Regions from separate parts of the Mus musculus genome. Here regions 2, 3 and 4 are each linked to region 1. Evidence: chromatin contacts called from public promoter capture Hi-C data. All regions are on one chromosome and are shown on one strand. The core of a region is the stretch at or near the end of the contact, and the rest is flanking DNA. Distances in the headings are between cores, read along the strand shown.

Region 1 (6,314 bases), core at 1,730-4,229:
TTATGTCACCAACCCTAGGCCCAGAGACCTCTCCCTGCCCTGCCGCCTCGTCCTCCTCACCTGCTTGTACAGCTCGAAGTGTGTAAGCGGGAGTTCCACAGCCTCCCTCACCTCCTGCTTCTGGATGTCCATGCCTCCGATATCGGCATACATCACATCTGGCTTCTGGTCTGGTGGGAGAGTGGAGCTAGGGCTTGCGGCTCAGCCCCCAGGGTCCCCGTGGGACTCCCAGGGCCCCGGGTGCCCCCCTCACCTGAGGTGAGCATCATGATGCTGCTGTCGGCCTCGGGAGGCAGCACGTCCACCAGGGCATTGCTGTGCTTGTGCAGGGCCACCGAGGCGTTGGGCTTGAGCAGCTCCCGGTCGATGGTACTCAGGATGCGCACATAATAGTTAGAGCCTTTGGGAGCAGACAGGAAGGAAGACGAAGTGAAATGCCAGAGACTTGACGTCACTCCTTCCCCGTTTCCCTCTACACACAGCTGGCACTTTCCACGTTTCCCACGTCTGGCCCTAGGTCATCCCCTCTTAGCCCCCATGCTCATCCTAATGACTTCCCTGCTGGTCTTCAGCCCTGCTTCCTTCTTGAGGTCCAGCTCTGTGCATCTCACATGTGGTCTCCTGGATGGCCCTGGGAATCTTTCAATGTGTTCCCAGCACAGTCCTGGTGTTCTCCACTCAACTGTGCTGTCCCCGAGTTGCCAGCCAGAGGACTAAGCCTCGTTCTGGCCCCCTCAGTCACTCACTCTCTCTACCCCACCTCCCTCTGCTCTCACCTAGCCCACCACCAAACCCTGCCCTCATTTGGAACTATCCCCTGCCTAAGTCTCCATATAAATTCCTGGTCAGCAGCCTCCATCTCCTTTCTCCAATCTACTCTCTACAGCAAGACTTGTGAGTGCAGCGGCCACCCAGACATCTTCCACAGCCTCAGCTCCCCACTGTCTGCCTCCAAATCCACCCCTCCAATCACACCACTATCTCAGGGAGCCCCACCGTCTTAAGTCTCACTTTCAAAGACACAGCCTTCATCTTGGATATTACTCTCCCTTCACTTCCTCAAAGCCCACCTGTCCAATCCCACATGGTTACACGACTTTATCTAGAGCCTTTATAAACACACGGCTCAGTCGAGCAGCAGGAAAAGACAGGTAAGACACCAGAATCGTCAGCTACTGTAAGAGCAGGGTATGGATTTATGTCACTAGCATCTGTTGTATGCTGAGTCCTCAACAGAGCCAAACGTCTTTACACACAACCGATGCTTCCAGACAGCAGCTCCATATCCAGCAGCAGTTGTGGCGTTAACTCAGGCGAGGGAAGTGACCACCAGTTTGTTCAACTCAAACAGACTAGAACCACAAACATCAAAGGTACTCCAACCCACATGGTAAATTTCTTCTTGTTTGGAGACAGGGTTTCTGTATGTACTCCGGGAAACATACTAGGTAGACCAGGCTGACCTCAAACACACAAAGATCCTCTTGTCCCTCCGCCTCCTCAAGTGCTGAGGTTAAAGGCGTACACCATCACACTTGGATGGTGAAACTACACGCACACACGTGAATTGAGAGGCAGAAAGAGACATTCAGAAAATAAAGTATGTATCCACTTCTGGATCGGTCAGTACTCTGGCCATTCTATCACCCTGCCTTGCTCCCAGCCTGCCTCACCACTCACCTGTGGTGGAGCCCACGATGGCTGTGTTCTGATCCACAGCTTCCAAGAACTGACCGATGACCAAGGGGATGCTCTGGATCCGCTTCACCTCCTCCTGGGCGTGGAGGAATTCCTTCTTCAGGTTCTTCTGCTCGTCCTTGATATACTCCTCCTGCACTTCCAGGAACTCCAGCTCCTGCTGCAGCTTCTGCACGCACAGGGAGGGCAAAGGGTTGGCTGCAGCCTTGCCGTACCACAGTGGGAGGTGGGGGGGGGGGCGTATGTGATGGGGGATGGGAGGTATGCAGGAGCCAGCTTAGGGTTGAACACACCTTGTAGCGGCTGTACAGGTCCTCCAGGTCTTCAGGTTCGGGTCCCAGAAAGGACAGGCCGGTCTGCGGCCGAGACACGGACAGTGCTGGAATCTCATCCTGTAGACGGTAAAGACAACTTGGTGTTGGAAGCAGAGAATCATCTCGTGAAATCAGCGAAAGCGTTCTTCCTATTTCGCCACCAAGTCACCTATGTCTCCAGTACCTGACATCATTCACTATCTCTCAATAGATACAGGAGCTGCTCAGTCCCCTATGTAGATTGCTAATAGTAGGCCCCTTAAACAAAACTCATCATGAAAGTTTTGCAGCAGCTCCATACCGAACCTTAGCATCCCAGTCCCCTCAAGAGGTTCTAAAAGTCCCATGGATTTTAAAGTCAGAGTCACATTCAGAGTCTCATTACCCAGTTCTTCCCCTCCCCCCCCCAAAAGCTTTCATGTCAGATTCCCAACTCACGTTAAAGCCAAAGGTCACTCAGCCAAACCACAACCAATACTTAACGCCTCACCGTTCACGTCCCAAGCACAGTGAGTCCACTGGTCCCTTGGCCACGAACATACCTAGGCCACGGGGCCCCCATACATCATCCTCCACCTGGTCCAGACCCCAAACCGAAAAGCTAGTAAGCACAGCTCTCCAGGCCTCGCAACCGTTCTGTCTGAAAAGTCTTTAAGTTCAACGCCACTTTCCTCCCGCTCTGCTTTTCTGAGCTTTGCCGCCCTCCTGACAACATGACTACCCCGCCAGGCCCCGGGACCACCCAAAGCTCGACACCGAGGCCTCTGAAACCACCCAGCCCAGAGCTGGGATCCTGAGAACCCCTCAGCACCCCACTCATGTCCAGCTCCCGCTAAGAAACCCAGATCCCCACTGCACCTGAATCTTTTCCACCAAAATGCCTATCTCCTCCATAGTGACCAAGCCGGCCTCAGTGCAGCCCGGCCAGTCACGGCTTCCGCTGACGCCAACGGAAGTCCTTCACATAGAGCATCTTGGGAAACGTAGTTTTTAAGGTACCGCTGCGGGTTGACCTGACGGGCCGGATAACAGGAAGGGCGGGAAACTCTTAGCCCTGGGCTCCGCCCCCAAGATGGGTTCCTGCGCTCTGCGCTCCAGGCGCGCGCGCGCGGACCCGCAAGGATGTTGCGCGTGCGCAGTAACTCTTGTTCTGGCGCCATCCTGCTTCGCGGCCCGTCGCGCGTTGTGAAGGTTTCTCCAGTAGATGGCGCGGCCGAGTTGCTCTTGAAGAAAAGTCTCCAGAGGATTGATTGATTGATTTTAATATTATCCACTTTTTTACTTTCTTGTCTTTACAAAGCCAGCCCCGAACTGAGAATATGAAGATTAATCAAGTCCTGTCCTAACTTGTTAAAAACTCCAGAGCTTTGTTAGAAGGAATTCGCAGACATAACTAAGTATAAGAAACGAGAGGCACTAAAGAAGCCTTTAGTTCCACAGAAGAATCTCTTGACCTTCTCTGGCCGCCACCTGAAGAGAGAAGCAGAGGTCACAGAACGGCGAGGAGCCAATCAGATCGTACCAAAGCTGGAGAAACCGAGGCAGCTGCGAATGCAGATCTTTGCGGAGTCCTGTCGAATCTTTTCTTCTCTGTCCTCTTCACATTATTTTTAGGGGCTGTCAAGATGGCCCAGTGCTGAAGAACACTTGTGGCTCTTCTACAGGACCCGAGTTCGGTTCCCAGCACCCAGGTGGGGCAGCTCACTAGCATCTGTAGGCAACTCCTTCGGTTTCTGCAGGCACCTGCACTCAAGCACACGTCCCCGCTAGCAGAAACACACTTACACATAATTAAACGTTTTGAAAGGATTTTATATTTAGTTACGTGTACATGTGTATATCGGAGTGCGAATTTGTGCACCTGGATTCAGTACATGCAGAAGCCAGAAAAGGGCATAGGAATCTGTGGCACTGGAGTTACAGACTGTGTGCGCCATCTTTTCAGCCTCCTGTTGAGTTTTGATTGTTGTTATGGCTCAGGAACTTTGATATGCTAAGCAAGCCCAGCTAAAATCCTTAGTATGTATTATATTCTCTTCTACAAAGAAGGAAGCTGGTGCCAAGCACTGAAGTCACTTGAGCAACTGGTAAAGCAGGGTTAGAACCTAGATCTGTATTCCTTGTACCAGGGATATACACTACCACACTTCATAACAGCTATAGTTTTTGTTAAGTAAACTTTTTATTGGGGCACAGATAGGTAGCAGGCACAAATCATTATTTTCTAGCTACATAATGCTGCACAAATTGAACGTCCTATCTGTTCTGTATGGTATGGAGAATCTACAGTAGCTCTCACACTGGCTAGCAGGTGGGTTCCTTCCCTCCATCAGTTGAAGAATTAAAAGACAGAAAAACAGTGACCACAAAGTAAAGGTGAAGTTTGTTGGCAGGCAATACAAATAGTTGAGAGAGGCAGCTCTCCAGCTATTAGGAGGCTGTGTTTTTCTTTGGTTTTAAGGTGTCCCGCTGGTGAGTTCCACGCCACCTGTTCTCTGTTGATCTAATGGTGCTTATGTAGCTCTTCTGTAGCAGGCCTATGTCTTGGTCCACTGACATGGAAATAACTGAATTGTTGCCTGGCTGAGGTAAGTGTGGGCACCCCAGCACTCTCTCCTCTCTGTGGTGTAACAGGTAAGAGATCTGCAGTACATTAGAGGGGAGTGGCATATGTCTCAGAGAAATGGAAATTTACTGATGGGGCAAAAGCCTACGGAAACTCACTACTGGAGGCAAAAAGCCATTTAAAACAAGTAGAAGCACCATATAGATGACTCCCCATCAAGGCAGCTGGAAGAATCCCCATGGAGAGTCCCGGGCGTCTTCTTGAGTAATGCTTCCTAGGAAAAGCAAGACAAGCAAGCCTACAGATATCACCATCAGATTGGGTGCTCATAGTCATCCTTCAAAAATCACCTGGAAAGCCCCGGTGAGGCAGCCAGCTGGGCTTCTCACTGGAGAGATGTGGGCAGAGTAATCTCCTGTAGGGTGAGGCTTCCAAAGACAAGAACAAATGCAGGCAGCGGGTAAATAACATCAAAGAGGGCTCGTTCAGCCACCCAGCAGAAACCACTGCAGCCTGAGTTCCAGCCGAGTAGAGGACTCTCACCAAGGCTGAGCCTTTTTGCTTCCCTTTCCCGCTGCAGGTGTTTTTATACCACGGAATAAGCAGCAGCCTCTGGTGGAATTTGTGTGCCCTCCGGCTGTCCACAAGAACACAATGGTCTGCTGTTGCTATTATTTTACATTACATTTTTTTTAATTGTGGGGGTGTGGGAATGAAACTCAGGCAAGCACCTTCATCCATCGAGCCACTTCACTGACCCTGAAACAATATGTTTCTAAGTTCTTTTTTATTCATGTGTATGAGTGTGCACTATGTACATGCATGCCAAAGCTCTTGGAGATCAGAAGAGGGCGATAGAAACCCCAGAACTAGAGTTACTGGCAGCTGTGAGCCACCAAGTGGTGCCAGGAATTGAACCCAGGTCCTCTGGAAGAGCAGAAAGTGCTCTTAACCATTGAGACATCTTTCTCTCTTTCTCTCTTCCTTCCTTTCCTTCTTCCTTCCTTTCTTTCTTCCTTTCTTCTTTGTTTCTTTCTTTCTTTTAAGATTTATTTATTTATTTATTCATTATATGTAAGTACATTGTAGCTGTCTTCAGACACTCCAGAAGAGGGCATCAGATCTCGTTATGGATGGTTGTGAGCCACCATGTGGTTGCTGGGAATTAAACTCAGGACCTCTGGAAGAGCAGTTGGTGCTTTTAACCACTGAGCCATCTCTCCAGCCCCGAGCCATCTTTCTAGCCCCCTCTTCTGGACAGTTTTTTTAATTCTACTTTTTGCTGTTTTCCTTCCTCCTAGTTACAGAGTTAGGGGATCAACCTCCCCTAGGACAGGGATTTAGGGAGGACAACTTGAGACAAACCTGCTTGGGTCTGAAATGGAGAGTCAACTCCACACAGAGCTCAAGTATCCCACGACAGTTCGCCAATACAATGGACTTTGTATTAAATTGTTACTACCCAGACCAAGCAACCAAGCATTCGCAGCTCCCAAAGCACCTCAGAGTTTCCCTTCCCCCACCCAATGAAGGGTTCACTCACACTAGCAAACATGACATTGGTCTGTTTTCAATTTTCTCTGGACTTGTACAGTGCACTGTGTGTTTGCCTGTTCAGAAAGTTATCTTTGTATCAGTGAGACTCTGTTATGTGTAAAAATAGTTTCTTTAGTTTTTGAATGGTTTCCACTGGGGAATATCCAAGTAGATTTCTTCCAGTAAACATATACAAATTT
Region 2 (6,314 bases), core at 1,052-3,551, 2.0 Mb after region 1:
GTGAACTGCTGCTCTCAACTGTGAGCCTCACTAGTGCCTCTGAGTTTTTACCCTGTAGGTGAGCAGGGTGACTGGAGTGAACCCCCTTTTCAGGCCACTTAACCCCACTAGTTTAGGCTCTTGCATAAGGCTCCTGGATTTGTCTTGTGAAGAACAGAACATTGTGGGTGTATTTCAGAAGCTGGTTTTCCCCGCCTCCAGTCAGAGGTACAGTGGAGAATTTCTGTGGTCTCAACCAAGAACCTGGTGAGGCAGCTAGAGATGAGACTGAAGCTCTTAGCAGGAAAGGCCTGCTCCCTGAGTGCCTGTGTCAAGACTCAAGGAGTGGGGTGGGAAGTTTGGAGAGAGAGAGAGAGAGAGAGAGAGAGAGAGAGAGAGAGAGAGAGAGAGAGAGAGAGAGAGAGAGAGAGATATTGAGAACAGACCTGTGATAACTACGATGTACTACTCCTTGTAGTTTGTGTCCTGCATGTACTGCTCGGTAGACAGTGGGCAAATCAGACATGCTGAGCAGCTTGGCATGTGTTTGCTGTGCTTTGTTGCCAGGGTAGGGCAACAGGTGCTGTCGCTCAGGGTGCTGCGCTGGACAGGAGGAAATGGGTGCTCTCCAATGCCTGTGGTACCATCCTCCACCTTTCTACTTGCCAGTTTGCAGGCTATCCATGGTCTCTGGGTTTGGTCTTAGTCACATGTACCACTTAGGAGCAGATGCACAGTATATTCTGCTCTTCAGCCTTCTCCATCCTGACTCTTGGGTACATTTGCTCAAGAATGTAGTGACCACAGTCCACTTGGGAAGATGTCAGGGCAACTGTGAAGAAAAAACTGACACAGTCGAGTCTCTGGCCTGCCACAAGTGGCAGCTGCCTCTGTCAGTTACAGTTTGCATTTTATGCTTTTTTTTTCCAGCTTCCCCTCAACCCTTCTGCGTTGAAATGTTGAAACTTGAACTGCCAGATGCAACTGTGGAATTGCCTGAGGGTTTGTAGAGAAAGGGAGGGAAGTTGCTGGGTGTAATGTTTCAGCCACACAGACTAAGCAATCTCTTGATTCTTGTATTTAGCTTTCAAAATGCCCTTGGCATGCCAATCTGTGTGATCGCACTAAATCCTGTTAAAACACTACAGGCCAACTTTATTAACCAAAATGGATAACAACCCCTTATATTTTAAATAAAATCCAATTTGTTTATATATAAAAAGAAACTCCTGAAAGTGTGTGGCAGCGCTCTCCTGAGACTGGGACTCAGCATTGCATAGGGATGCCGGCTAGGAACGCATCAGCACTGGTGTGGGGTTTTTACCCCATGCCTTGTGTTCTGTGGCTTCTGCTCTAGTCTGGTGTGACTCTCATGTCTGCCTGTATCTGCTCTAGTCTGGTGTGAGGCTCGTGTCTGCCCGTGTCGCAGAACTGAGAGGGATAGTTTCTCCTGGGCCGCACTGTTTGGGTGAGTCTGAGAAGATGCAGCGGCGTCCAAGCTTTGTACACACAAAACAAGAAGTCAGCCTGTTAGCTGCTCTCTACTTTTGCTCTGAAATAGTCTCCATAGGTCAGGCTGTCATCCTCTCTCCTCTTAGTTCCTTACCAATCCTGGACTCCAGAAACTATACTATCTTCTTTAAAGACTAAAATTTTCCTTTTTAAAAATGAAAGCATTTACATAGTCCTAAGTCTGCATCTTGATAAATTTGCACACAGACATATGTGTCTACTTTAGAAGAGATAATAGAATGTCTAGTCCACTTCCCAGCAGTGTCCTCTGCCCCTTTCCTCGGAAGACTCCAATCTAAAGTCACCAGTTCTAACTTCCATCCTGGATTAGTTTGCACATTCTAGCCCTTCACATAAGTGGAATCGGGCACCGTCGGCGGCAGCTGCCTTTGTTTGCTCAGATCCTGGGAGCTTTCGCCACACTGCTGTCTCAGTAGCTTCTTTTTATTAGCAGTGTTCCCACAACTAACTTATCCAGCCACCTGTCGGGGAATAGCCCAACAGCTTCCAGTTTGGGGGCTGTCAGCAAGGAAGCAACCAGAGCATCCACCTCATGCAGAGAAGCATTTCGTCTCTCCTGACTAGATGAACAGAGAGGCAAGGGTCGCTGGGTAACGTGAGGTGTATGTTTATGAAAACTCATCATTTGTAGTGCTGTTAATTCCATCCTAATAGTTTCCTTGCTTAGCGCAGCGAGCCGTGGAAATGCGGGTCACAGTGGTAATTTTGACGGATGACTGCACCAGCAGATAACAGATGGTGCCAGCTGCGCAAAGCGCCTGTGCCAGACCCACGGGGAGCTTCAGCAGCTGCCTCAGGAGCATGACTGACGCTGTTCCCATGTAACTAACTGGCGCTGCTTCTGCTCCAACTAAATTTAACAACTGAGCAACACAAAAGCCATTTACATGTACCAAGTATGCCCAGTATAGTCTCTGTTAGTGAGCTGGGCGGAAGAGTGGTGGTTTCCCACCACTGTTTTAGATTTCTTCCGCATGATTCACGATGTCTTGTTCTCTTCTTCTTATGTATGAGATTTATTAAAAGTTACTAACATCATAGAGGAGCAGACAGACACCAACACGATGGGGAGCGCTCAGCCCATGTCACAGCATGGCAGTCTGTCCCTTTTGTCAGTCTCAGAAGAAGGGGAGATTCTGTGACACATGTCTGATGGATGGTTATCAGTAGTTTCAGTGAAGCTGTCTCTGTGACCTGGAGGCAGTGTTAGCCTGGAAGTGGGGACGAGCAGGAATCTAGAAAAACAAGTTTGTAGAGGACCTTTAGACACTGGCGGGCCCCAGCTAACATTCTTGAGGGTTTGGGGTTTTTTTGTTGTTGTTATTGGTGGTGGTGGTTTGTTTTTTTGTTTTTGTGTTTTGGTTTTTTTCTTTTTTCTTTAGCCAGATGACAGGAGAGGGAGGGGAGACACTTGCGGATTGAGTAGTTCTTTTCCTGCTGGGCAGAGGTGGATAAAGACTTATCCAAGAAGTCTTAGGACAGTCTCTAGTGTGGGAAATCCTAGCGGAGAAGGGTGCCATGGGGGAGGGGTCTCCACGCCTGCTGATGTCTGCTAGCTTCCTAACCCTAAAATTTAAATTATGTCAGTGGACAGTGAGTCACCCTAGACAGTGACATGGGAATAGGCAATCAGTTACACTTTGGAAGCAGCTGCTGAAGTAGCTTCTACTTCCAGCTAGAAATGGGACTTAGATGCACTTAGGGTTTCCGCTCTTGCTACTAGGCACTGCAGGACGACTAAGGAGATTCAGACAGAGGGAGTTAGGCTGTCCCAGGGCCATGTGAGTGAGGATGGGCAGTTTGAGGGACTGAGAACTTGGTACTTGTTTGTCCCCTAGTCTGGCCAAGGGAGCTGCAAGTGGAGGCGTGGCGGGTTTCTCACACCAGGAGGAGCATGGCGGGTTCCTAAGCTTGCTTTTCTGGAGGCAGGCTCTGGCTGCGCAGCAAGTGTTCACTCCCACCAGCGTGGGAAAGGAGCAGGAAACGGGATTTCCAAACACAGAGAACATGGCTAATTAATTAGATCCACTTGAGAAGGCTAACAAACAATCTTCATGAATCTTTAACTCTTCCTAGTATATGACAAATGTCACAGATGGTAAACCAAGGCAGAATACATGTCCTTAGATTAAAGACAATAGTTTCTTATGCAAGCCGGGAGGACACTGACCCAGTACTGGGATTTCCCAGAAAATTCCACTCTCAGCTTAGTCTCCAGAAGGCTGGAACAGTGGTAGCGCACACCTTTAGTCTCGGTACTCAGGAGGGAGGGGGAGGTGGAGGGGGATCTCTGTGAGTTTGAGGCCAGTCTGGTCTACAGAAAGAGTTACAGGACAGAAAATAACAAGAAAGGGGGGTAGGCAGGGATGAGTTCTGATGCTGTCCCCATCTCAGAAGCTCCAGTGGTTTTTAAATTTTGTTCAGCTGGCTGTAAGTTGAGGTACACATACCCTTTCCTCAGACTCAGTTACTTTGCTCAAGTAGCTCACAGAACTCAGACTAGGGGGAGATTAAAAATTGGCAGAAATACAGCTTACTGGTTGGAATGATTGTGACTTCATGAAAACCTGGCTTGTAGCTGCACGAGGCAGTAGGGGTGTAGAGCTCTGGCTGGCTCTTGCTCAGTCTGGGTGACTTGGTGGGACATGGCAGCACTGAAAGGGGGGACAGGGGAGGTGACTGAGGAATCTGACCTCCGGAATGAAGATTTAGGCCACCCTGCTTGTAAAACATAAGGACTGGTTGGTCCTTTAAATGCCTGTAGAAGCCCAGAATGTTGAAGTACAGTGGTAGAGAATAAATACATTCTTGAAAAGGAAGCTACAACCCTATAGGTGGAACAACAATATGAACTAAGCAGTACCCCTGAGTTCTTGACTCTAGCTGCATATGAATCAGAAGATGACCTAGTCGGCCATCACTGGAAAGAGAGGCCCATTGGACTTGCAAACTTTATATGCCCCAGTACAGGGGAACGCCAGGGCCAAAAAGCGGGAGTGGGTGGGTAGGGGAGTGGGGGGGAGGGTATGGGGGACTTTTGGGATAGCATTGGAAATGTAAATGAGGAAAATACCTATTTAAAAAAAAAAAGAAAAGAAAAAGGAAGCTACAGGCTTTAAGCATAATGTGTATCCATTACAGATGTAAAGGCTGCTATTAACTTTGTATATTTTATCTTATTACATGTGTTTATATATTATCTTTGTTTTTTAAATTTTTATTTTATATACAGATTTTTAGAACTTTTTTCTTTTTTTTAAGATTTATTTCTTTATTATATGTAAGTGCACTATAGCTGTCCTCAGATACTCCAGAAGAGGGCATCAGATTTCGTTAGGGATGGTTGTGAGCCACCATGTGGTTGCTGGGATTTAAACTCAGGACCTTTGGAAGGGCAGTCGGCACTCTTAACCACTGAGCCATCTCGCCAGCCATGTTTTTCTTTTTTTGTTTTTGTTTTTCTTTTTCTTTTTGTTGTTGTTGTTTGTGGGGGGTTCCTTTGTTGGTTTTTCGAGACAGGGTTTCTCTGTGTAGCCCTGGCTGTCCTGGAACTCACTCTGTAGACCAGGCTGGCCTCGAACTCAGAAATCGGCCTGCCTCTGCCTCCCAAGTGCTGGGATTAAGGGCATGCACCAGACACCCAGCTATAACATATTCTTTAGGTCATAGAGTGTTAAGTGTAGTGCACCTAAATTTGAAAAGTAATTAATACAGCCACTAATTAGCCAGTTAGTGTTGATAGCCAACTGTTAGGATTGTGCATCTTCTCATTTGCTTAGCTTCAAGTTCCTAGGTAGGACTGAAGAGCTAAGTTGTCATAAGGGAGCGTAAACATGTGTCTGATGCTGTAAAGGAACTGGGCAGCCAGAGGGAAAGGCTGCCAACTCCAGTTTATGTCCTGATTGAAGGTTTAGTTACTCCTTGGCATGAACTGTGATTCGCCACTTAACAGCGGGTGTGATGTTAAGCTTAGTCAGTAGAGGGTGCAAGAGGGACACTGAAGAAAGAGCTCCTTTTGACTCTGCTTGCTGCATTTTCTGCTTCCTTTCTCCTATGTTAGAGACATTAGTAGGTGTGTATAAGGGACACTCCATGATGCCCAGCATCAGCTGTGGCCCAGTGAGCACAGTGGACTCTTGTCCTTGGGAGCTGGGTCTACACTGGCTGGAGTCTGACTGGCATGTACTCCCAACCGTAGAAAGCCTTCGTAACTCCTGGTTACAAAGGACCACAGCTGCCAGCACTCTCCAACCCTCTGCATGCATGCCGCTCTCCAGTGCTGTGACTACTGTTCCTCAGGCTAGCTCTAGGTTCAAGGTGGGAGTTCTGGAACCCTTAGCGCTCCCATCCTCATCTGTAGATGCCGAAGACTGAAGGACAGCAGTTTACACACTCTTAGGCAGTGTCTTCGAGCCAGACTTGGGCTCACTGTGAAATGCTGGGGCTGAAGACAGTGGAGTAAGGTTCTCCCTCAGCCAGGGACTAATCAGACGAACCCAGCCCTGCTCACCGTCTGAGATGGCTGAGATGTGACTTGTTCAAGACGGTGGCTGCAGAGACTCTGCCCCAGGATCCCAGTCTGGGTCATAAGGCCTCCTTTTTACTAAGTGAAGGTAGTGAGGTCTGGGCCTCTTTGTCCTCTTGGGATAGGTGGGATGGTGCAGGGGAATGCTCTCTCTGAGCACAGTTTCCTAACCATTTCCCACCTCTTACTCTTTCCAAGAAGCCGCAAGAGGAAGAATGAAGAGTTTTGCCTTTAAGGACATGGCCAAGGTAAGCCGCATTTCCACTTTGTTCATGGA
Region 3 (6,314 bases), core at 2,066-4,565, 1.9 Mb after region 1:
TAATTCTTGCTGTGCCATGGTGGCATACACCTTTAATCCCAGCACTTGGGAGGCAGAGGCAGGTGGGCTGTAGAGTCTAGTCTATAGAGTGAATTCTAGGACAGCCAGGGGTACTCAGAAAAACTGTCTCAGGGGAGAGAGGGGTCGGGAAGGGTTTATTTTTATTTTTTATGGATGGGTATTTTGTCTACATGTATGTCTGTGCAGTATCCTTGCATCCTCTGGAACGGAAGTTATAGGCAGTTGCTAGCTGTGTAGATGCTGAGACTCCAACGTGGGTTCTCTGCAAGAGCAACGAGTGATCTTCCTCACTGAGCCCAGATTGTCAGTTTTGAACTGAGCAAACCAAGAAATGCGACTAGGGAGGCAATGAAAGACAAAGAAGCCTGCTAGAGCTGGGGAGGAGCTGGAGTAAGGGGACAAGACAGAGAGTTTCCACTTTCAGTTGTCAGGGCTCTTGTAACGGAACAAATCTGGATATGATGCAGGTGACCAGTTTGGGGTTGGCCTGGGCTACATGGCAAGACTATTTCTCAAAAAGAGGTGACAGTTGGAGTGTCACTGTCACTGTTACTTCTTCTGTTATTACTAACTGAAGTATTTTCCTAAAGAAAACAATTCTCTCATCAATTTTTAAAATTAAGGACAGTTTATATAAAAAAGAGAGATGTTTTCCTTTTATAGGGTTGAGGGACATTGAATTGATTCCATAGGACTCTCTTTTACAAGCATCATCATTATTATTAATGTTTTTTCAAGACAGGCTTACTCTTTGTAGCCCTGGCTGTCCCAAAACTCACTCCAGAGACCAAGCTGGTCTTGAACTCACAGAGATCTGCCTGCCTCTGCCTCCCCCAGTGCTGAGATTAAAGGTGTAAACCACCACGCCCACCTACAAGATAAAGCTTTTTCAAAAACCCACAATAAAAATATCAATTCATTTTAACTGAAGGTCTCCTTGCCTCTCTTTCACATTATTCCTGCTTGCTTCAAGTGCTGATGTGGTTTTATATTTGTTTTGTTTTTCTTTCTCTTCAACACCCTAAGACCTCTTTCCAGTCTCTTGGCTGAGACAGGCTGGGCCTCCTGCAGTCTAGTCACCATGAGAGTTTATAAGCTCCCACCAGCACAGCCACTCTGCTACCTGTGCCTTGCCCCATTAATTTCTCTTCCTCCTCCTCTTCTCCCCCCTCCTCCTTCCCCTCCTCTCCTACCAGCATGATCATCTCCCAAGCTAAGGCATACTCTGCCCTCTGATCCTATGTACTCTGACTACGTAAGGACATACATTTATCTCCCTCATTTCTGCTGAGTTCTCTGAGAATTTCATCCAGTATATTTTGATCATATTTACCCTTTTGGTGTGTATGTATTGGGTGGGGGTGGATTTATTAAGAGCTGTCTAAATTTGATCTCTTCAGGTTTTCTTCTGTTCTTCTCCTTGGCTCCATAATCCACAGAACTTGCTTCCTGAGACACCAGTGAATTTTATGTTACTAAATTCAGTGCATCATCTTTCTCAGTCTTCAGAACCCTCTCTGGATATTGACACTGTTTTCATTAAAATAGACTTGTTCCTCGTGTTGAGGGTAACACATTGACCTAGTTCCCTCTGACTGTTCTAGCTAGTCTCTGTCAATCATTTTTACTGATTCTCCACTACCTGTCAGATGTCATGTTAGAGTGACCCCCAGTGGGTCTTTCACCTCTACCTTTTCTGTCTTAGGTGTTCTCATTCACTCTTCTGTTTTCAGGATCATTTGTAATGGTAATTCCCCATCCCAGGTCTCCTGCACATCACACTTGTATATACAACTGCCAATGTGACATTTCAATTTGAACGAATGTATCACACTGCACATACTATATCCCAAACCAGAATCTCATTTTCTCCTCAAGTAAGATCCCCCTCCATTCTCAAGAACTGAGTTCTTAGCCAGACAGTGGTGGTGCATGCCTTTAATCCCAGCACTTGGGAGGCAGAGGCAGGCAGATCTCTGAGTTCATGTCCAGCCTGGTCTACAAAGCAAGTTCCCGGACAGCAAGAGCTACACAGGGAAAACCTGTCTCAAATAACAAACAAAGCAACCAAAAAAAAAAGAATTGAATTCTTAACTTACATTTGCAGTCTATGAATAAACACTGTGCCATCTTGTTACAGTCACATGGTGGCTCTGCTCTTGCAGCCACCTACCGCCACAGCTCTGTTTTATGCTGTATTGAGTGTACTGCCTGTTACTACTGCTGGTCCTGATCTCCAACATATTTCCCCTGGACTATTCTAAGATCTTCCTGGGGCTGGAGAGATGGCTCAGCGATTAAAACACTGACTGCTCTTTCCAAGGTCCTGAGTTCAAATCCCAGCAACCACATGGTGGCTCACAACCACCCATAAAGAGATCAGATGCCCTCTTCTGGTGTGTCTGAAGACAGCTACAGTGTACTTATATAATAAATAAATCTTACAAAAACAAAAAAACAAAAAAAAACTTCCTAATTGGTCTTTCTGCCCCCTCCCTCACCCCACCCCTGACCCTTCTTCACTCCTTTTCCAGCTGTCACCAGAGCAGCAAAAGCTGCCATTGAGCAGATAGATTATTATCCACATGCTCAAAATACCTCCCATCTCACTCAAGGTACTGCGGTCTACGAAGCCCAACTTCCTCTGCTCTCCCCCCACCCAGCCACCCCTGGCCTTCCCCCTCCTTGGCTGTTTCAGCCACTGCCAGTGTGTTCATCAGAGCAAGCATGAAAACATCAAAACCTTGACAACTGCATGTTCCCTGTATGGAATAACCCTTTCTCCGTTGTACTTGAACCTCGCTGTGTTCCTCCTGTCATCTACCGCTCCTTTTCTGTCCTCCCTGGCCCTCCATCTAGACTCTACTTCCCATCTCTAATTCTAAATAGCCTCCTATTTTGACTTTTTTTTTTCTAAGTATTTTTCAGCATCTGATATGGTTCATATTTACTTACTTTGTTTATTATCTGGTCCTCGGCAATGTAAGCATCATGAGAGGGGGGGGGGTCACTGCTTCTTTTGTTCGCTGCTATATCCCACACACCAACAATTGACTGATATATGTCCAACATTCAATAAATATTGAGTTTATAAAAGGCTCCTCAGCGCAGGAAGAACTCTGAAAATGAGAGCTGAAAACAGAGCACCACCTTAGGAAACAAATCACAAAAGAGATCTTTACTTAAATGATTGATCTTGCTAACGAGTACTGCTGTTGTGCCATGAAACCTTCATGAACCCCAAAAAGACCACCAAGGAGCCCCATCCAATGCAGTCACATTAGGGTCTCATGGGCTCCCTGCCAACCCTGACACAGCAGAAACACGGTGCCCTGAGTTCAGTTTCAGGCAAGCATTTATAGAGGCAAGAAGAAGGTATCTAGCCTGGTGCACACCTGATTGGGGATTCATTATGGCCTTTAATATAAATTTAAGCCAAACCATAAACTTAACTCCTGCTTTCCTCCTTATGTTGGTTGTTAGGAAGGGAAGTGTCAGGGTCAGGCTTGTAACCTGGAGGTGCAGATCTGGTGCCAGAAGCAGGTTTTGTTGGGGGGTAACCTGGAAACTGGTAGGCACAGGTCTTGTTGGGGTGTAGCCTGGAAACTGATGCTAGCTATTGGCCTGTTAGCTAACTTTAAGTTCCACCTTAGGTCAGGTTCTCTAAGAGGAGACGGAGTCTGAACCCAAAAGGTTTGGTCTCTCATTGCAACCTAAATTTTATTTTATAACTATGAAGGTAAAGATTCTGTTACTTACAGTATTCATTGCTATCCAGGGTATATCTCTATTCCAATATTACTGAAATACTGATGCATTGATTATTTCAGTAATATTGTAGGATGTTAGAACTTTACATTGGGTATAATTATTTAGATTTTGGAAGATTTTAATAAGGATATGCTTGTTAACATATCAACTCCACTTCTAAAAGCCACCCGAAGAGAGGGAGGAAACAAGAGGAGGTATGAGGGAGGAAATGGGGTACATTACAGCATTGCCAAACAGTTCTGCATGAACTTGGTTTATAACTTCAAGAGGTTGAAAACAGAAATTAATCAGGATATATATATGTGTGTGTGTGTGTTGTGTGTGTGTGTTTAAATGGTATACACTTGAAATGTGTAATTGTTGATGTCAATATGTTAACAACATCAATGGTTAAATAAGAGCCGTAAGTTACAGAACTGTATATATGATGTTACTGCTCTTTTTTTTTCTTTTTTTTAGATTTGTTTATTTTATGTGAGTACACTGTAGCCATCTTCAGACACACCAGAAGAGGGCATCAGATCCTATTAGAGATGGTTATGAGCCACCATGTGGTTGCTGGGAATTGAACTCAGGACCTCTGGAAGAGCAGCCGGTGCTCTTAACCACTGAGCCATTTCTCCAGCCCGTTACTGCTCTTTTAAGAGGCCATGCTCTTTATATGAGCACATAAATGTACGCGTTCATGCTCACGAGTGTAAAGAAGTCAATTTGTCAGGAGCTGCATGACTGACTAGGAGAAATAAATAATTTTTAGTCTTTGGGCTTTTCTGTATCTTGCTATTTGGGAAATGGAGTTGGGCTGCAAGGCAAATGAATTTCGCCTGTCATGTACACAAGACAGTTTGTCAATACAGGAAAATAGTCAAGTCCTGGAGATACTGATGCTTCATATAAAAATATTTTCAATTATTATAAACGGCTAAAGGTAGCACTCGTTCAAACGCGGTCTTCACACATCTCCACACAATCCTACCCGCCTAACTTCCACCCACAGAGTTTTTCATTAATGCATTCATTCATTATCTCAGCCATCACATGTGCACCCACGTTCGTAAAGGCACATAAAGGATAACGAGCAAATTATAGTCACATCACGGCTGCTGCAAACCGCAGGCATCCCGTCCTCTACCCACACCCGCGACCGCTCTACAGGGCCCTGGCTTCCACCCAGCACAAAGAGTCCTGGCCTCCAGCTCACGGCTTCCGGGACTCAACGCTGAGCCGGGCCACGGGTCTCGATCCCCCAACCCGACGCCGCCCAAGGCTCACAGCCTCCGGGCTACGGCCTGGTGCTGCTAGGCTGGGAAAGAAGACCCACAAACCTGGGTCCGCTAGGCGCAGGGTAGCACTTCCCAGAGGGCCGCGCGGCTCGCCGGGCGGGTCTGGCCTTCGGCGTGCGAGTCAGGAGAGTGGCCAAGGCTCGGGTAAGGGCGCGGCGCTGCGGCAGGGGGACCGGCTTGAGCCTGGGCGGGTTTTGTAGCAGCGGCTACCCCGCGGCCTGGCATTCACAGCCTGGGGGTGCAACTTGCAACTGAGAAGAATCCGAAAGGATCCCTTGCGTTCTTGCTTTGAACTACATTTCCCAGAGCCCTTCGCGGCCCGAGACCTGTGCTCACCCAAATGAAAAACTGGCCCTCGGCTATGAGACTTTCAGGGTTAGGGAGTCTGAGCCAGGAAGAGAGCACGGCTGAGTTTGTTTAGTTCCCTTGGATCAGGGCTCTCTCCCGAGATTGTCTACCTCTTTATGATGGGGATGGTCCTCCGGAGTCACAAACTCTTGGTAGCAGGCAGAAGGAGGAGTTACGTGAATACGTGTGTGTGAGAACTAGACTATGGGGTCAGGGTGTGGAGTTTATAGAGTTAAGAGACCTTGAAGTTCAGTGACATTTAAAACTGTGTGAATTTGCAACCACTTTTGTAATCATGGCTGGGTGTTCTCTTGCAGCGTTTCATTGCTATCTTCCAATTTTGTCAGAAACATGCTTTTGTCTATACTTCGTAGACTCCTTGTTCTGACCGACAGTGTTACTGGACTGTTAACGTAGGATTGTAAACACCATTGCTGAGCAATGTCTACATACTAACTAGATCCTAAGGAAACGGAGCCATTTACTAGTCAACTAGACCCTTGTACCAGTTAGCCGTTCTCTCTCCATCAAAACAAAACAATCACCACTGGGGAGGGGGACGTTATTAGATATACGTTTTTACAAATACTTTCCACCCTTGCTGTAGGAGTAATTTGTCCTTTTATTGTCCTGATAATACTCTTTAGTGAACAAGGGTTTTTTGTTGTTGTTGTTGTTTGTTTGTTTGTTTTAAAGGTTTATTTATTTCTACTTGACGTGTTTTGAGTATTTTGTCTGCAGTTCATGCATGCAATACACAGAGAGACCAGAAGGGGGCATCCGATTCCCCGAAACTGGAGTGGCCTGTGCTTGTGAACCACTCCCTGAGAGTTCTGGGAATGAAACATGGGTCCTCTTCAAGAGCAACAAGTACTCTTGATGCCTAATCTG
Region 4 (6,314 bases), core at 2,105-4,604, 1.8 Mb after region 1:
GCCCTTAAACCAATCTTTTTTTTTTTTTAAAGATTTATTTATTATTATAAGTACACTGTAGCTGTCTTCAGATGCACCAGAAGAGGGCGTCAGATCTCATTACGGATGGTTGTGAGCCACCATGTGGTTGCTGGGATTTGAACTCATGACCTTCAGAAGAGCAGCCCGTGCTCTTAACCACTGAGCCATCTCTCCAGCCCCTAAACCAATCATTTTTGATAGGAATAACTGTTCAGAGGGGTAATTGATCCAGATTACCATGGAGAAATTGGATTGCTTCTCCACAATGGAGGTAAGAAGGATTATGTCTGGAGATCCTTTAGGGCACCTCTTGGTGCTACCATGTCCTGTGATTAAAGTCAATAGGAAACTACAACAGCCTAATCCAGACAGGACGACAAAGGGTGTGGACCCATCATGAATAAAGATATGCACCACTTCTCTATGAAAATACAAAGACCTGCTGTGTTTTTGCCAAGTGTGAAGGAAATACAGAATGGGGAGTAGAGAAAGGTAGTTATAAGGGTGCATGACCAGTTACAGAAAATAGACTATGATTGACATGTTTCTGTCAAATTTTGTTAAGATATTTGTTTTCTTTCTCTAATTTCTTTATCGTGTGATATAGCATCAATTAAGAAATTATCAATGGTTATCATACTTAAGTTTGAGATACTAAAAGAATGTCCAAGACACACTGCCACCTATCTTAAATTTATAATGCATTTGCAATTGTATAAGGTATAGCTTTATTCGACATAATTATAACCTGCTTATTTTTTATTTTGAAATTAAGCATGATGTAAGGAGATATGATATGAACTTGTAGTGGCCATCTTTGGCTATCAACTTGACTTTATCTGGTCTACAAAGTGAGTTCCAGGATATACTGAGCTATGTAACGTACCCCATCTTAAACAAAATTTTAAAAAATTAAAAACAAAAAGTCTATTATTATCTGTAATATCAATCATGGTTGATGGCAAGCTTGGAGCATTAATTTTTGGATGATATGACTTTGGTAGGTTTTGTTTGTCTGTCTCTTGAACAAAATGTGATTATGTTATATTGTGACAAGCCTTGAATATTGTCTCTAAATATAGTTATTGTTTTATTTGTTTTACAAGCATCTATTATGGATATTTTAGTTGACAACTTGACTGCATCTCAAGTTAAATAAAACTCCAAAACGAGCACACCTGTGAGGGATTTTTTTCTTAATTAAATCATTTGATGAGGGGGGTCTACTTCTTATCTGGACCTTTGAGGTAGGAAGACCCACCTTTAATCCAGATCTTTTGGGGTGGAAAGATCTGCCTCTAATTAGGGCCACACCTGGAAACCTACATTAAGGACATGGAAGAAGGACTCCTCCCTCTTTCCCTGCTTGTTCTCATCCTTGTCATTCCTTTCCTGGCATTAGAGTCAATTTCTTCCATATTCACCTGTGTGCCAAATTCTTATTTTGTCAAATCCTGAAAATTTTGCCATTATACACAGTCTTCTTAATGCCCACTTTGAATGTGTCTTCACTATTTATTTTTCATTACCAAGATAATGTGTAGATTTCTTCTTCTTGTAGAAAACTTGCTCCACATTCTAGGTAAAGCTGAGCTTCCCTTTGGCCTCCATTCCTGTAGCAGTTCCTTCCCGAGGTAGGCACTGCATTTGTCTTAGATACTCTCCTATTGCTGTGAGAAGACCCCATGACTAAGGCAACACAGGAAAATGAAGTGGAAAGTTCTGGTCTCTTTGTGACATGGATAGTTTTCTGGAAACTGTCTTATGGTTGTGCTGAAGCAGACATGTGGGAAGTTGTTTTGCTGAGAACAGACACGTGGTGTTTTTCTGGAAGCTACTTGGAAAGAAGGCATGTGATGTTTTGTTAGCAGATGCTTGAGAGAACATGTGATGTTTGAAAAGGGTATAAGTATAACCCAACAGACATAGGTGTTGGGTGACAGTGGGTCATCTTGCTATTCTTTGCTAGTCACCGTTTGTTGTGATTTCGTAGAGAGAAACACACCAAAGAACTTCCGGTGGCATTCCAGTGGCTTCTTGCTGCTTCTGTGGACTCTGGCCAATTTGGAAGAGCCTTGAGGTTTCTTCTGGATGGACGCAAGCCACTGCTATGGCTGATTCGTGAATATTGCTTACAAGTGAGTCGAGCTACCACTGCTGATTCCTGTGAATTGAACTGCCTGCTGCTATCCTGACAACAAAGACTGGGATTGCCCCAAAGAACTATTTCTAAACAGCCCACATCCTCCTCTGCCCTATTAACCTTTCCTTTCCACTGCCTCTGGTGGGTGGTAGGCTAGAAGGGAGGTTAAAGCATTTAAGCACACTTAAGTTGGTTTTGAAAAATACAAGCTTACTGGAAAAAAAAATATATATATATATATGAATGAGAGAGACAGAGTCTTTCTGTGTAACCCTGAGTATCCTAGACTTTGTTCTATAGACCAGACTGGCCTCAAATTCAGAGATTCACCTAACTCTGCCTCTGGGAGGAAAAAATACTTTTGTTTTTTCAAGACAGAGTTTCTCTGTATTGCCCTGGCTCTCCTAGAACTTGCTCTGTAGACCAGACTGGCCTTGAATTTAGAGATCTGCTGGCCTCTGCCTCCCAAGTGTTAGGATCAAAGGAGTGTGTCAGCCCTGCCTGGCTGAAAAAAAGAAAAAAACACTTTTAATTAGAGGCTTGCAGACAGTTTCAGAGGGTGAGTCTGTGGTCAACATGGTAGGAAATATGGCATCAGGCAGGCTCTGCCCTAGAGCAAGTAGGTGAGAACTCACATCTGATTCTAAGGCCTCACTTGGGCTTGAACCCTCAAAGCCCACCTACAGAGGTACACCCCTGCAACAAGGCCACATCTCCTAACTGAGAACCAACATCCAAATATATGAGCCTGTGGGGGCCATTCTCCTTCAAACCAATGAAGTGGAAACTTAAGGGTTCTTTGAAAGTCGTTTGGAAGTGGATACAGGTGAAAGATAACACAGATCATCATGAGCAACTAGTCAATTATTCCAGAAATATGTAGTGACCCTTCACAAACAAACTACAGTGGCTGAATCTCTGTTGAGCAACCCCACATGTGGTATAAAATCTCATTACCACAGGTATAAATCACCTCACAAATATTGCGATTGGGGGGAGAGAGGGAGGAAAGAGGAGCGGTTTGGAAGGAGAGAGGGGGAAGGGAGGGGAGAGGTGGAAGGGAAAGAGGGAGGGGTGAGAGAGAAGGTGGAGGGGAGGGAGGGGGGGGCAGGCATTGGCCCCAGCCATTGGACTACATTTCCCAGAGCCACCGGGAGCAGAACGCCGTTTCCGTTTCCTGGCGAGAGTTCGGGGTACTTGCGTCACGAGAGGGTTGTGTCTGGAGGATCTCCTAAGCATCCCATAGAGCAGGCTGCCTGTAGTGGAGCCCGGCGCAGGAGGCGGGACCCTGAGCTTCCCTCGGAGGTGAGCGTGCTGAGGAACGTCTGGAGGACGTGTCTGTGGCATTAGGTGGCGGTGTCTCCCGTGTATACGCCACAAGCCTGTGCTTTTGGAGCCTGTTGCGACCCTTGGTTTGTGGTTGGCGTGCTGTGTGTGAATGAGTTGTGACACACAAGGGTGTGTGTGATTGTTGCTTATCTCACTAGAGATGTTTCTGGGACTGATGGTGTCGGCCCACGTGTATGGTGGAGAAACGGTGCTGTTATAGCGAGGTATTTAGATGTTTATGTCACTCTGAGGTTGTTGATGTACCTGGTATCCTGTGCATAACTGGCTTGCCTCGGAAGACATGTGTGATAGTGTCACTGAGATTACGATTGCTTGTTTCCGTCGCCTGTGACTTTTATAGTGTTCTCCCATTTGGGTGACTGTGTGAGTGCGTGTGTATGAATGTATGCGTGTGTGTTTATGTGTGTACGTGTGTGTATGTGTGTGACTGTAGGATGCTGTGTGCTGTACTCATGATTGTAAAGAAAGTAGAAGTTCACCCTTGTAAAAGAATGTCGCTGACAGTATTTGTCCCTGACAGAATGTTTGGTTATTGTACATGCTTGGGTCCTATATACGAGTTAGTGCTCCAACGGTGTAGCTCTGACAGTGTAAATTGTGACACTAGCAATGTGACTGTGGAAATTTTCTTGTTTCTACCTGTGATCCTTCCCTGATGTGGTAGGGTACAACGGTGAAATTTTGTTGGAATTCATGGGGGGTCCCCACCATGAATCTACCAAAGGATCCTGAGTTGCTTGTGACTTTGTCTCTCCCCAATTACTCCCAGAATGTAAAGACTTAACCCCTCTGTGGGGACGGAGGAAGAGGTTGTCTCTAATTCAGAGTATATGGCAAGAACAACATAGCATCTCATTTAACTTTTTTATTCTCAAAGTACAACACAGAAGAGGAAAAATGGCCATTGTCCATCTAGAAGGGAAGTTTGAGGTAAGCAGATATTTGTCTCCTCAACAGCCTTTATCATGTCAGAAAACGATCTTTGTTTTACTTTATTGTTGTTTTTGTGACTGTCTCCTACCCAAGTCTTCTCTTATAATGGAGGAACAAGGCAATTTATTTATTCCTATTTACTTATTTTTGAGGCAGGTCTCTGCCTGGTTTGAACCTCTTTATGTAGTACACACTGGCCTTGAAATCATAAAGACCCATCGTCCTCTTCCTTCCAAGTTCTGGGTTAAAGGCATGCATTAACTCAATGGCATTTGATGTTTATATTTTGAGAGTAATGAAAATGTGTAATTTGTAATAGATGTTTTCCAATACTGGATACATTTATAAAGAATGGATTTGATGCTCAAATTAAAAGAAAGAGCATTCTTGTACTATTTATGTAACTTTTGGGAGAATTTAGCTTTTGTTTCAGTTTTTTGTTTTGGTTTTGGTTTGGTTTGGTTTTCTTTTTGAGACAGGGTTTCTCTTTGCAGCCTTGGCTGTCCTAGAACTCACTCTGTGGACCTGGCTGGCCTTGAACTCAGAAATTCCCCTGCTTCTGCCCCCTGAGTGCTGACATTAAAGGCATGCGCCACAACCACCGAGGGTCTTAGCTTTTTTAATTTTTATATTTTCAGTACCATCTTGCTTTATAGCGCCAACTAGTCAAATTCTTACTTCAACCTTCAGTTTTGTTTTGTTTTTGTTTATTTAGTAAATGAAGTCTTCTATTTGTGTGCATTTGAGTGAATTTGCTCCATGTTGTATGCAGGTACCTGGGGAGTCCATAAGAGGGCACTAGAGCTTCCATTACAGGCAGGTGCGAGCTGCCAGATGTGGGCGCAGGGGAACGAAACTGGGATCCTCTGCCACTGCAGACTTCATTCTGTTCTGTTTTGGTTTTAGACAGGGTCTTGAGTCGCCCAGGTGAGGATCCTTGAACTCTTGGTCCTATTGTCTCTGCCTCTTAAGAGCTGAGAGAGGATAGGCCTATGGTCTGTTTTTTGTTGTTGTTGGTTTTTGGTTTTTTGGTTTTTTTAGCTATTGAGTGGAATTTTAAAATGAGAAATTAGACGCACAGCTCGAAAGTCGTTATGTATCAGCCGTTTCCTTTCCTGAGCCATCTGTCACTCACAACCAGTATCCACTTGGCTTTTGTCTCTAATTGCCTTTAACCCGTGAGATGCCTTCTTCCATTTTCAAGTATTTCTAATAGATCTGTTCTTTCTCACTTCTTCGTGTGACTTGAATCCTTTTAAATTTACCAAGATTTATCTCCTGACCTACAGTCTGGGGCGTCGTAGTAAATGTTCCCTGGGCAATGAGGAAGACTGTATTCTTCTGCTGTTAGGAAGAACAGATGCCGTTGGGGTCAGGTAGACTGGTTGTGTTGTTTAAATCTTCTAGACATTTACTGATTTTTTTAAAAATTTATTTATTAAATGTATCTCTTTTTCTTCAAAGGTGATCCCGGTAAGCCACATAGGGGGAAGCTGTCCTCACCATACCAGATTTAGTACACACAGAACGCTTTGCAGTCTTCCAAGGGAGTTGAAGCCCTCAGCCGTCACGTCCCATGCACACCTGCATCCCTAGCCCAGGCCCCTCCTTTCTTACATTCTTCTCAAAGGGTAAAACCTTGAGGACATTAATCCGTGCTTTGACGCGGGTCTCAGTTCTTCCCACCCCAGCCTGAGCTCCATCTTCCTCGCCTTTGTGCTCAGTCTAGAAGATGGTGGGAAGCTTTGGTTCAGTGTTCTCTTGGCAATGAGAGGATTTCCCCCCTCAGGGTTGATTTACTCTCACGGTGAGGTTCCCTGGAGGAAACTCAACAGCGGGGGCGCTGGCACTTTATCCCAAATTGCCC

What was found. Promoter capture Hi-C pulls out the DNA fragments that hold promoters and counts their contacts. Capture Hi-C pulls out chosen DNA fragments and counts their contacts.
Region 2: a promoter capture Hi-C map of hippocampal neurons shows a contact between it and region 1, with 4 times the contacts expected there. The contact joins the enhancer-like site here to the promoter of Psmc4 in region 1. A contact is called at or near these places in 4 of 39 promoter capture datasets (cranial neural crest, hippocampal neurons and liver).
Region 3: a promoter capture Hi-C map of adipose tissue shows a contact between it and region 1, with 4 times the contacts expected there. The contact joins the promoter of C230062I16Rik here to the promoter of Psmc4 in region 1. A contact is called at or near these places in 1 of 39 promoter capture datasets (the C10 cell line) and 2 of 9 other capture datasets (adipose tissue and liver).
Region 4: a contact with region 1 is called in a promoter capture Hi-C map of liver, with 5 times the contacts expected there. The contact joins the promoter of Zfp420 here to the promoter of Psmc4 in region 1. A contact is called at or near these places in 4 of 39 promoter capture datasets (embryonic stem cells, hippocampal neurons and liver) and 2 of 9 other capture datasets (adipose tissue and liver).

What each region holds. Positions count from the first base shown.
Region 1 is chr7:28,047,113-28,053,426 of GRCm38.p6, forward strand. Psmc4 (proteasome (prosome, macropain) 26S subunit, ATPase, 4) reads right to left here and starts at 2,980. Exons shown (of 11, transcript NM_011874.2): 1 at 2,871-2,980; 2 at 1,992-2,090; 3 at 1,681-1,867; 4 at 254-400; 5 at 61-170. The coding sequence starts at 2,906.
Region 2 is chr7:30,007,605-30,013,918 of GRCm38.p6, forward strand. It overlaps Zfp568 (zinc finger protein 568), which reads left to right. Exons shown (of 10, transcript NM_001167872.1): 7 at 6,236-6,285. Among named protein-coding and RNA genes, the nearest start is that of Zfp568, 27 kb to the left of the region's middle. Within about 2 kb of position 2,302, at least 80 of the 459 cell types and tissues checked have an H3K27ac peak or open chromatin away from gene starts, as enhancers often do. A contact at or near this core is called in hippocampal neurons, where this site is marked.
Region 3 is chr7:29,948,738-29,955,051 of GRCm38.p6, forward strand. C230062I16Rik (a long non-coding RNA gene) reads left to right here and starts at 3,316. Exons shown (of 4, transcript XR_003946630.1): 1 at 3,316-5,219. It overlaps Zfp74 (zinc finger protein 74), which reads right to left and starts at 5,328. Exons shown (of 6, transcript NM_178384.4): 1 at 5,118-5,328; 2 at 2,977-3,153.
Region 4 is chr7:29,856,625-29,862,938 of GRCm38.p6, forward strand. Zfp420 (zinc finger protein 420) reads left to right here and starts at 3,355. Exons shown (of 4, transcript NM_172740.2): 1 at 3,355-3,469; 2 at 4,392-4,444.